2 separate regions of the Hordeum vulgare genome follow, and region 1 is linked to region 2. A link is a contact called in public Hi-C data. All regions are on one chromosome and are shown on one strand. Each heading gives the region's core, a stretch centred on a gene start, on an enhancer-like site or on the middle of the called end of the contact. The rest is flanking DNA. Distances are from core to core; before and after follow the strand shown.

The links. Hi-C and Micro-C count contacts between places; a contact is called where the count stands out from the background.
Region 1: a Hi-C map of seedling shows a contact between it and region 2, with 5 times the contacts expected there. The contact joins the promoter of LOC123426987 here to the promoter of LOC123430411 in region 2. A contact is called at or near these places in 2 of 6 Hi-C or Micro-C datasets (leaf and seedling).

The regions. Positions count from the first base shown.
Region 1 is chr2H:523,696,529-523,701,537 of MorexV3_pseudomolecules_assembly, reverse strand. LOC123426987 (metal tolerance protein 1-like) reads right to left here and starts at 1,929. Exons shown (of 2, transcript XM_045110912.1): 1 at 1,792-1,929; 2 at 1-60. The coding sequence starts at 60.
Region 2 is chr2H:523,066,649-523,071,132 of MorexV3_pseudomolecules_assembly, reverse strand. LOC123430411 reads left to right here and starts at 2,057. Exons shown (of 3, transcript XM_045114280.1): 1 at 2,057-2,318; 2 at 2,453-2,535; 3 at 2,647-3,194. The coding sequence starts at 2,204. The coding sequence ends at 2,766. LOC123426986 (FT-interacting protein 1-like) reads right to left here. Exons shown (of 1, transcript XM_045110910.1): 1 at 3,903-4,484. The coding sequence ends at 4,145.

The DNA.
Region 1 (5,009 bases), core at 680-3,179, 630 kb before region 2:
GGATGACATGTCCATGATTACTTCAGGAACATGGGGCTGTGATGAATTATGGCTGTCCATCTGAAAACAACAGCCGAGTCAACACATAGGTACAATAATGGTACGAGATCTACTAACACACAGATGCTATAATGAAAACTCATGTGTGTAGTTCCTACTAACTAGTGTGAAAAATGAAGGGAAAGGTATCGCAAGTACCCACATATGAAAAATACCATCACAAGTAGAAGTGAAAGGTAAAGCTTGTGAGAATATTTTATGCAGAAACAATAGTTAATTAAGATCACAATCCAAAGGGGGCACACATGACAGTCATTAAGATTGAAATCCACAGGATATGGTCTAACATAACTTTGGCACAAGCAATCATATTTAACATATTTTAGCACGCAGTTCATAAAAATGGCACGCCTGGACCACATCCTAATTGATAAATTGGATGACATCAGCTATGAAAAGGTCAGCCAAGGCAAAGTCAATATTCAGTATAGGTTTGCAAAACATGGCAGGAATCTGGAGCTAGCTAGCCAAACAATATATGCCTATGAACTTTCCACCTTTATGTGAACAAAACATGGAGCAGAGTAACTCAAGTGGCCAAAGCTAACAAATTCAAAAAACAATTAAGAGAAGGTGCATTAACTCAAGTTCATAATATGAAACAGAGACGCAGAACTTAAACAAAACACTGATGGTCTGGTGGCAGAACAAAATGACTGTACGGGCACTGCCAAACTGGTTTACACCAGTTCTACCCCACAAATTCGATCCACCTAAAACCACAACAAGTATCAAAACAGCAAAACCCGCAAGACCACACAGACATCAATACTACTACTACTAATTCACCTGTTCCACCCCACAAATTCGATCCACCTAAAACCAAAACAAGTATCGAAACAGCTAGACTACACAGACATCAATACTACTACTAATCTGAAAATAAACATAAGATACAGACATCTCTCCCTCGCCCCAAACCACAAAAACAATCAAAATTACCAGAGATCAATCAGGTACTCGCACCTCAGTCGCCGAGAAAACAATGCCTCCTCAACCAAAGATTTACCAATCGCCAACTTTTTTTCTTTAGGAGGAGGAGGACACAGCCAACTCAGAAACAGATATTATTCGGGTCACAAAAGCGAACACAAATTGGAATGTGGCACCACGGGGGGCTAGGCGAGTAGGGCGCAGCTGCGATGGATAAGTACTTGACGCGAAGGAGACCAACAAACAGTGCCGGGGTGATTGATTAATCCGCCACGGCACGCCGCTCGCGGACAAGCGAGTAAGCGCCGAGGAACGAGGAACTCGGCAACCACCTGCAGACCAACGGAATCGCGTCGCAAGGACCCAACACAGAAACCAACAAAATATATAACATGCGCAGTAGACGGGCCACGGAGACAGCGACCCGCGATCCAATTCCTCCGATCAGGATACCAGTAGTAGTAGTAGTAGTATCCTTCGAATTTTGTACCCTCCATCTCTGACCCGAACTACCCCGATCCAACCCCGGCCGAGTTCTACTTCTACCTTCCCTACCAGTCACCCGTAACTGAAACTCCAACAGAAGCTGAAAAAAATCGTTCCACGGGAGAACCAAAACACGCGTAGCGCGTAGGAACCGCGCGAACTAGAATGAAATCAACGGCTTCTTTGCCCGTGGACGGCCCATTGATCGGAACGGAACGGAACGAAGCCGGAAAAATCCATGGATCGGGGCGGAGTAACGGCAATCTATCCTTCCGGTGGGGCAATCAGAGAGAGAAGGTGCGAGGTGCTAACCTGGATTGAGCGGCAGAAGCAGCAGCGGTGCTGCGGTCGCCGCCACCGCCGCCGCCGCGGAGTTTGGGAGGGGGAGGGAGGCGGTTTGTGAGGACGGCGAAGTGAGGGGGAGGAGGCGTGAGTCGCGAGAGGATGCGACAGAAAAGGAGGCGAGCAGAAGGGTAGTTCGGTTATTTGTGTTTGTAAAGGATGACTCCCGTGCCGAAGGTGGACAGCTACCGTGTCAATCAGAAAAAAAAACGGGCACGTTTTCAAATTACAGTGAAAACAATATAGTACTCCCTCCGTAAACTAATATAAGAGCATTTAGAATACTAAAGTAGTATTCTAAATCCTCTTATATTAGTTCACAGAGGGAGTACTTTATTAATTTTCTTTTATGAAATTTTCTAGTTTCAGTTTAGTAAATTTCAGCTCTACACCACCGTCGTCCTCTCTTGGCCCGAAGAACGACTCTTTGTCATCGCATATATCCGAGAGTTACTCTTTGTCCTTGCATGGTCGAAGAGGCCCTTTTCGTTTTTTCGTTTGGGTCGATGATTACTCTTCATCTTTAAAAAAGGCTGAAGACTTTGTTTTCATTAATGTAACAGATAAAGAGTGATGACAATATCTTCTATACAATACAACTCGTTTCTATTAAATTCTCGCGCCATCGAAACCGCATCGATGGGGAGAACCCATTCATATGAAGGACCACTTGAACCGTGTATTGTGGAGGACAAATTTCATCTTTCAATCTACACTGACCACCGTACTCCTACATCGCGCTCGATGAGAAATTTTCCAATTAATCACATGCATATATTCATCTAGATGCCACCAACATAGAGTTGTCAACATCCGATTCACGTGTGCGCATGACACATGTCATAGTTGTTGGAAATATGTCCTAGAAGCAATAATAAATTGGTTATTTTTATATTTCCTTGTTCATGATAATCGTTTATTATTCATGCTAGAATTGTATTGATTGGAAACTCAAATACATGTATCGATACATAGACAACACATTGTCCCTAGTGAGCCTGTAGTTGACTAGCTCGTTGATCAAAGATGGTCAAGGTTTCCTGGCCAGAAACAAGTGTTGTTACTTGATAACGGGGTAATGATGTGATGGACAAGACCCAAACAATAAACGTAGCATATGATCGTGTCAGTTTATTGCTACTGTTTTTCTGCATGTCAATGTATCTGTTCCTATGACCCTGAGATCATGCAACTCCCGGACACCGGAGGACTACCTTGTGTGTATCAAACGTCGCAACGTTACCGAGTGACTATAAAGCTCACTCTGAATAATTCCTCGTTGATTTTCATTGCTTTTGGAGTTGCGCAGAATAGGTATCTCAAACTTTCTCCTTTTTTAGGCCAGAATTCCAGCTATCGGCATTCTCCTTCTTCATGTAAACCTTGTAAAATTAGAGAGAAAAGACATATTGTACCGTGAAGTGTAATAACAGCCCATAAAGCGATAAATATCAACATAAAAGCATGATGCAAAATGGACGTATCAACTCCCCCAAGCTTAGACTTCGCTTGTCCTCAAGCGGAAATCGAGATCAATAAATATGCCCACATGTTTAGAGATAGAGATGTCGATAAAACAAAATACGGACATGCAGGCATCATGATCATAATTAAAACAACAATATCATCATATAATCTCTTATGCTAGAGTGATAATTACTTCACAAAGTAAAGTATGGATCAAGAACCTTATTAAGAATTAACAACAATAGCCTTTAATCATTGAAGCAATTGCAATTTATCATAACGTTGGAAAGAATCAAATAAGAGCTTGTAAAGCAAATCCACATACTCAATCATCATTTCGTCTTCTACAATTGCTAAAACTCACATGTGACTCATGAGATCAAAGTTTCAGTTGGACACAAAGAAAGATAGGGGCTTATAGTTTCGCCTCCCAACTACTTACCTCAAGGGTAATGTCAAAAATAATAATTCATGAATACTTACTTCCAAGTTGACTATGAATATAGATCTTTCCCTATCATATGACGTTAGCCAAGATAAAGGCGAAATAAGGAATTGTTGTCGATCACCATGACTCTTTTAAGGGCAAAAAGTAAAGGTACAAGATAGGCCCTTCGTAGAGGGAAGCAGAGTTGTCATGTGTTTTTGAGGTTTGGATGTGTGACCTTTTAGTGCGAAGGAACGCCACTTTATATTGCCTCCTGTGATAAAGAACTTTATTTTGCAGTCTATCGCTTTTATGTCTTCCTCATCACAGGTTCGTACAAAGCTTATTTTCCACACACTAATAGATCATACATATTTAGGGAGCAATTTTTATTGCTTGCACCGATGACAACTGACTCGAGGGATCTTATTCAATCCATAGGTAGGTATGGTGGACTCTCATGGCAAAACCGGGTTGAAGGTTTATGGATGCACAAGTATTATCTCTACTTAGTGCGGAAGTTTTGGCTGCTATGAGTCCCCTCCGATGAGAGGAGTGTTAGTGATGACGATGGCGACGATTTCCCCCTCCGGGAGGGGCAGGACGACCCTGCCGGAGCTCTAGATTGGTTTTGCTCAAGTTCCGCCTCGTGGCGGCGGCGACTCCTCCCGAAAGCCTCCTCCTGTTTTTTTCTGGAACGAAACCCTCCTTATAGCAAAGGATGGGAGCTAGAGGGGCAACAGGGAGCCCACAAGCCCCCTAGGCGCGGCCAGGGGGGTAGGCCGTGCCTAGCAGGCTTGTGGCCTCCTGGTGGCTCCCCTCTGGTACTTCTTCCGTCCAATATTTTTTATATATTCCAAAATAATTCCTCGTTGATTTTCACGGCTTTTGGAGTTGCGCAGAATAGGTATCTCAAACTTGCTCCTTTTTCAGGCCAGAATTCCAGCTGTCGGCATTCTCCCTCTTCATGTAAACTTTGTAAAATAAGAGAGAAAAGGCATAAGTATTGTACCGTGAAGTGTAATAACAGCCCATAAAGCGATAAATATCAACAGAAAAGCATGATGCAAAATAGACGTATCATGGGCATATATGCAAGTTAAGAAACTTATTTGCCAATTATAGAAACTTGGAGGCTTAGCCTCAAATGACCGAAAGGATAAGGTTCCTTACCGTCATCCTTGATGCATCACGAATCAATCCAATCGGTTCGTTCGCCTTTGCACACAGGATCGCTAGCCGTAGCCGGATGGCTTGCTCGTGCAGCGCCACGCGTTGGAGGGCGTTGTCGTCC
Region 2 (4,484 bases), core at 808-3,307:
GGGCGGATCGAGGGACGTGAGGACGTTCCACTACATCAACCGCGTTCTTTAACGCTTCTGCTGTGCGATCTACAAGGGTACGTAGATCACTCATCCCCTCTCGTAGATGGACATCACCATGATAGGTCTTCGTGCGCGTAGGAAAATTTTTGTTTCCCATGCGACGTTCCCCAACAGCCTCGTCATTTGAAAGCTCGTGGTACTCCTGAAAAAATATCAAACAAGTCAATGATAAACTTGCAATAATTATCATGGCGAGGGACATACACGTGATTAGCTTTCCAAACCTTGGCGGCTCGGTGGTAGGATTTGACTCTAGTAGCGAGGTCTTTATCACCGTTCGGATGCGTGTGAGGGATAGCCCGGGAAGGAGAAGTGGACGGGAGGAACATATGATCCGAAAGCCATTTATTCTCGAAACGAATCTGATGGGAGGAAGGGATGCGAGAGGAGGTAGTGATAAGGAGGGGGAAGTGGTCGGAAGTGACACGAGGGCGAGAAGCCATCGTGGAGTGAAACTGTGTGGATCCGATTTGTCCCTTCGTATCATGTGAGTGGTTTGCTTAGAAAATTGCGACACTTAGCAAAAGGCAATGCCACTTTTGAGGAATACTATGATCATTTGTGTGTTGTTTTGTTTCCTTGTGGCTTAGAAGAATGTGAAGAAGCTATTATGAATAGATTTTTAAGAGGTTTAAATCATGATATATAAGAGATGATAATTATGTGTTCCGTCTGGTTAGTCAAGCTCAATCTCTCCCTAATAATAAAGCGTCTAAGGCTTCTGTCGTCCGTCGTGGCTATTTTGCATAAAAGCCCCTGATGTTTGCTGAAATCAACCCGCAGTCCTGTTTTAAGTCAGAAAAATGAATCGTTTTTTTGAATGTTTCAGAAAACCCCCTGATGTTTCAGGTAATCAACCCGTAGTCCGGATTTAAGTCAGAAAACGAATCGTTTTTTGCTTTTCTCAGAAAACCCCCTGATGTTTCAGGTAATAAACCCGCCCTCCGTTTTTAGTCAGTCAAAACGTTTTTTTGTTTAACAACAAAAAACCCTGATTTTTCAGTTAATCAATCCACATTTTATCTAAAACAAAAATATTCATATCTTTTAAACCGTAACTCTGATTTTAACATATTATATATGAAATTTGATTAAAAAAACATGTAGAATCTAAATAGGATGTTATTTTTAGCTGTTGAATACTCCTTAAATATTATTTTTTGTGCAAACTTAATCTGTAGTGCACAATCCTTTTTTTTTTCTTTCTTTCCGGCGACGATACGAATTACAATAAACATCCATTAAATTAAACCCAAATTGAGAGGAAAGAAAATCATCGTTAACCACACATGCACACCTTTGAAAAACCTCATGGGGAGAAACAACCTATTTTCATCTTATTCCGAGTGATTGTACATTCAAACGCGTTTTCGTTGTATGAGCACTAAGGTCATCGTCGACAACACAAATGTGATGTCATGTGAAAATTTATTACGTTCAGAGCGTGTGTTATTTTCTCTTCCGTTGCAACGCACGGGCTCTTTTGCTAGTGGGAAATAAGAGAGACATGTATACAGGACGAACATGTGTGTGATAGAATCCCTGTCAACGAAGGTTACTTTCTCCACTGCACCCGCCAACTATTGGCACCCCAAACATTGATGATTTGTCTGGCAATTCTCGCCTAGCTCCGTCACTGATTCTGAAATTTGAATTTTGAACTCCCTTTCACATCATTGCCACCTCCATCCAGGAAAGATGAGAGAAAGAAGCGGCGAACAAGGCAAAGCTAGCTGTGGATATTATCCTCCAACGGGCCTGGGCTGGCGATCACCTCACCTGCTCAGCAACACGCAGTCGTCGTCCCAGACCAGCTGTCTCCGACGTCATCAAAGCGGAATCCCCGGGCGCACCCATCTAGGTCACTGCGCCTGGGACCCACCCAGCCCCCGTAACGGCCCGGCCGGGGCTCCCCTGCCGCTCGGGCCAGTCAGAGCGGCCGGATGCCCGCCACGTGTCCCGCGGCACGTGAGGGAAGCGCAAAAGACGTCGCCGCCGCGGCGCGTTTGGACGGAGGGAAGGAGGAAGGATCGGAACGGAACAGAAAGAAAGAAAAGCCTCTCCATTTTATCAGTTTCGGATTCGTTCCTCCGGCGGCCGCTAGCAAGGGAGCCCGGCGCTAGGGCCAAGGCCGGATTGGATGGCTCATGCCGCCGACGCGAGGTCGCGCTGCGTCGTCGCGGTGCTCTTCGCCGTAGCCGTCTTCCTCGCCTGCTTGCCGCCCGCCGCCGCCTCCTCCTCGTCTTCCCGGGCAGGTACGTGCGTCGTCCCGTCCGCCATGCGTTCGTTGCTCTCTACAACCCCCGCCGCAAGGCCACCTCCCTGGTTCTCGCGCCGCACGGGAATCTCCTGCGCTCTTTGACGCCTTTGTTGGTCATCTCCCTCGCAGCGGCGGCGGCGGCATTGCAACGAGTCGAGATGGCGGCCATGTACACCCCGCAGGACCTGCAGGAGAAGCCGGATGTGACCAAGGTACGTACGCGGCCGCCATGTTACGGCTTCGGGCCGAAGGAAAGGCGGCTCCTTTGGTGGTTTCTTGCTGTCGTGTTTCGAGCTCATGGGGTTTTGATTTTCGATGCGCAGGACGCGGAGGAGGACGTGAGCACGACGGGGTTCGGCGCGGAGGAGGAGAGGGAGGTGCCCACCGGGCCGGACCCCATCCACCACCACGGCAGGGGACCCAGGCGCCGGCAGTCGCCCTGATCGCGCGGCAGGTGGAGGATGCTTCCGTGGGTCGGTTCATCCAGCGTGAGTGAGCCATGAATCAAGAACCAGATTCTGATATGCCCTGTGCATGGGTGCTCTGTTCAATCTGCACATTGGATTCTGATCCTATTGTTGTTGTAGGGTACTAATCAAAGGAAAAAAAAAAAAGGGGGGGGGGGGGGGGCTACAATTCATAATAAGGGCTGTACAATGAGCTGTTCTTCCCCTAAACAAACTTATTTCTTATTCTTAGTTTTGTTACTACCTGCTTGGCTTCCATGTGATTTTACATTTTTGTGTGGCGTTGATGTTTAAATAGATAGCTGGTTCCTGTTTCATGTGATTGTCCAATTGAAACTGGGGGCAAGAAGCAATAGCTCCTTATTTCGTTCCAACAAAATTGAAAAATTGTTCTCTTCTGCTTAGGGCTGGGAAAGAGTTCATCAACAGTTTGACTGAGATGTGTTGGGTCCATTCTGAGGCCTGGGATGTGCTCTGCACACCTAGCTACTGCCTCAATTCATCCAAGGCTTCATTTTCTTCATATTATTTTGCCTATATTTGCCAGCACTGTGGGTATTGTAGTCTTTTCAGTTGCACCAAAATCTTGTTGCAACAAATTTATAAGTTCTTGTTCAATCTTTACATTACTCCAGTTCAGTTAGGACTGCGCCGGCCATTATGTACTTCAAAATTTTGCATGGGCACAAGGGCAGCTTTGCCTACTTAAAAAAATGTACAGATGAATATGAAGGAGTTTGGCACCATGAATTTGAATACATTTTCATGTTGCTGACTTGCTGGATCTATATTTACTCTGGAATTTGAAGTGGCTGTCTGCTGGTAGCAAGGTCTATCAGATTCCCTACACCCTGCAGAAATCAGAAGTATTCTGTAACTCTGTTCTAGGTTTCTGGGAAGATGCTGGGGATTAAACTGGAACATGTTAATCTGATTGCAATGCAAAGGCGGCGCAGATGTGCTGATATGAATCAGCACTCTGTTCCATTAACTTCTCATCTACAGGACCTGTCAATCTGTCATTCCTCTGAACTCTGAAGTGCATTCCCTCTAGTATTTCTGTATGTTGAATGGATTCAGATTTTGCTGAGAATGATTCAGATATGGCAAACAAAAGAAATACTTGCATAATTCAGTGAGATATATACAAGAATGGCAGCACAAATCCCGCTGTGGGAAATATCTGTCCCGTTCGGACGCATTTCTTTTCACTTTCAAGTTCAACCGATGTTTAGCCATGGAGTTTCTTCTCAGAATGTCGACGTCAGTCACTGGCGCTTACACACATCACGGCAGTAAACTGAAGAATCGAGCAAAACACATGAACAAATCTCGACGAATCGCCTACTACATGCTACAGCATGGTGTCGGCACGGGAGGGCAGCCTCTTGAAGAAGTTGCCGGTGGCGGACGGCATCGGGCTCCGGAACCGCGGGTGGCGGAGCGCGTGCAGCCCGGCGACGAGCGCCACGACCCGTAGCGGCGTGACGTACAGCGTCACGGCGGCGACGAGGCAGAGCGCCGTGAACAGCGCCGTCGCCCTCGGATCCCTCCACGCTAGCAGCGACCGCACCCTCTCCCCCTGCGTCGCCACGTCCCCGACCACCGTCTGGATCCGCCCGGCCACGCTCCGCAGCCGGTCGTACCGCAGCCGCACCACGTCGTTCGGCTTCGACGTCGGGAACGTGTCCAGC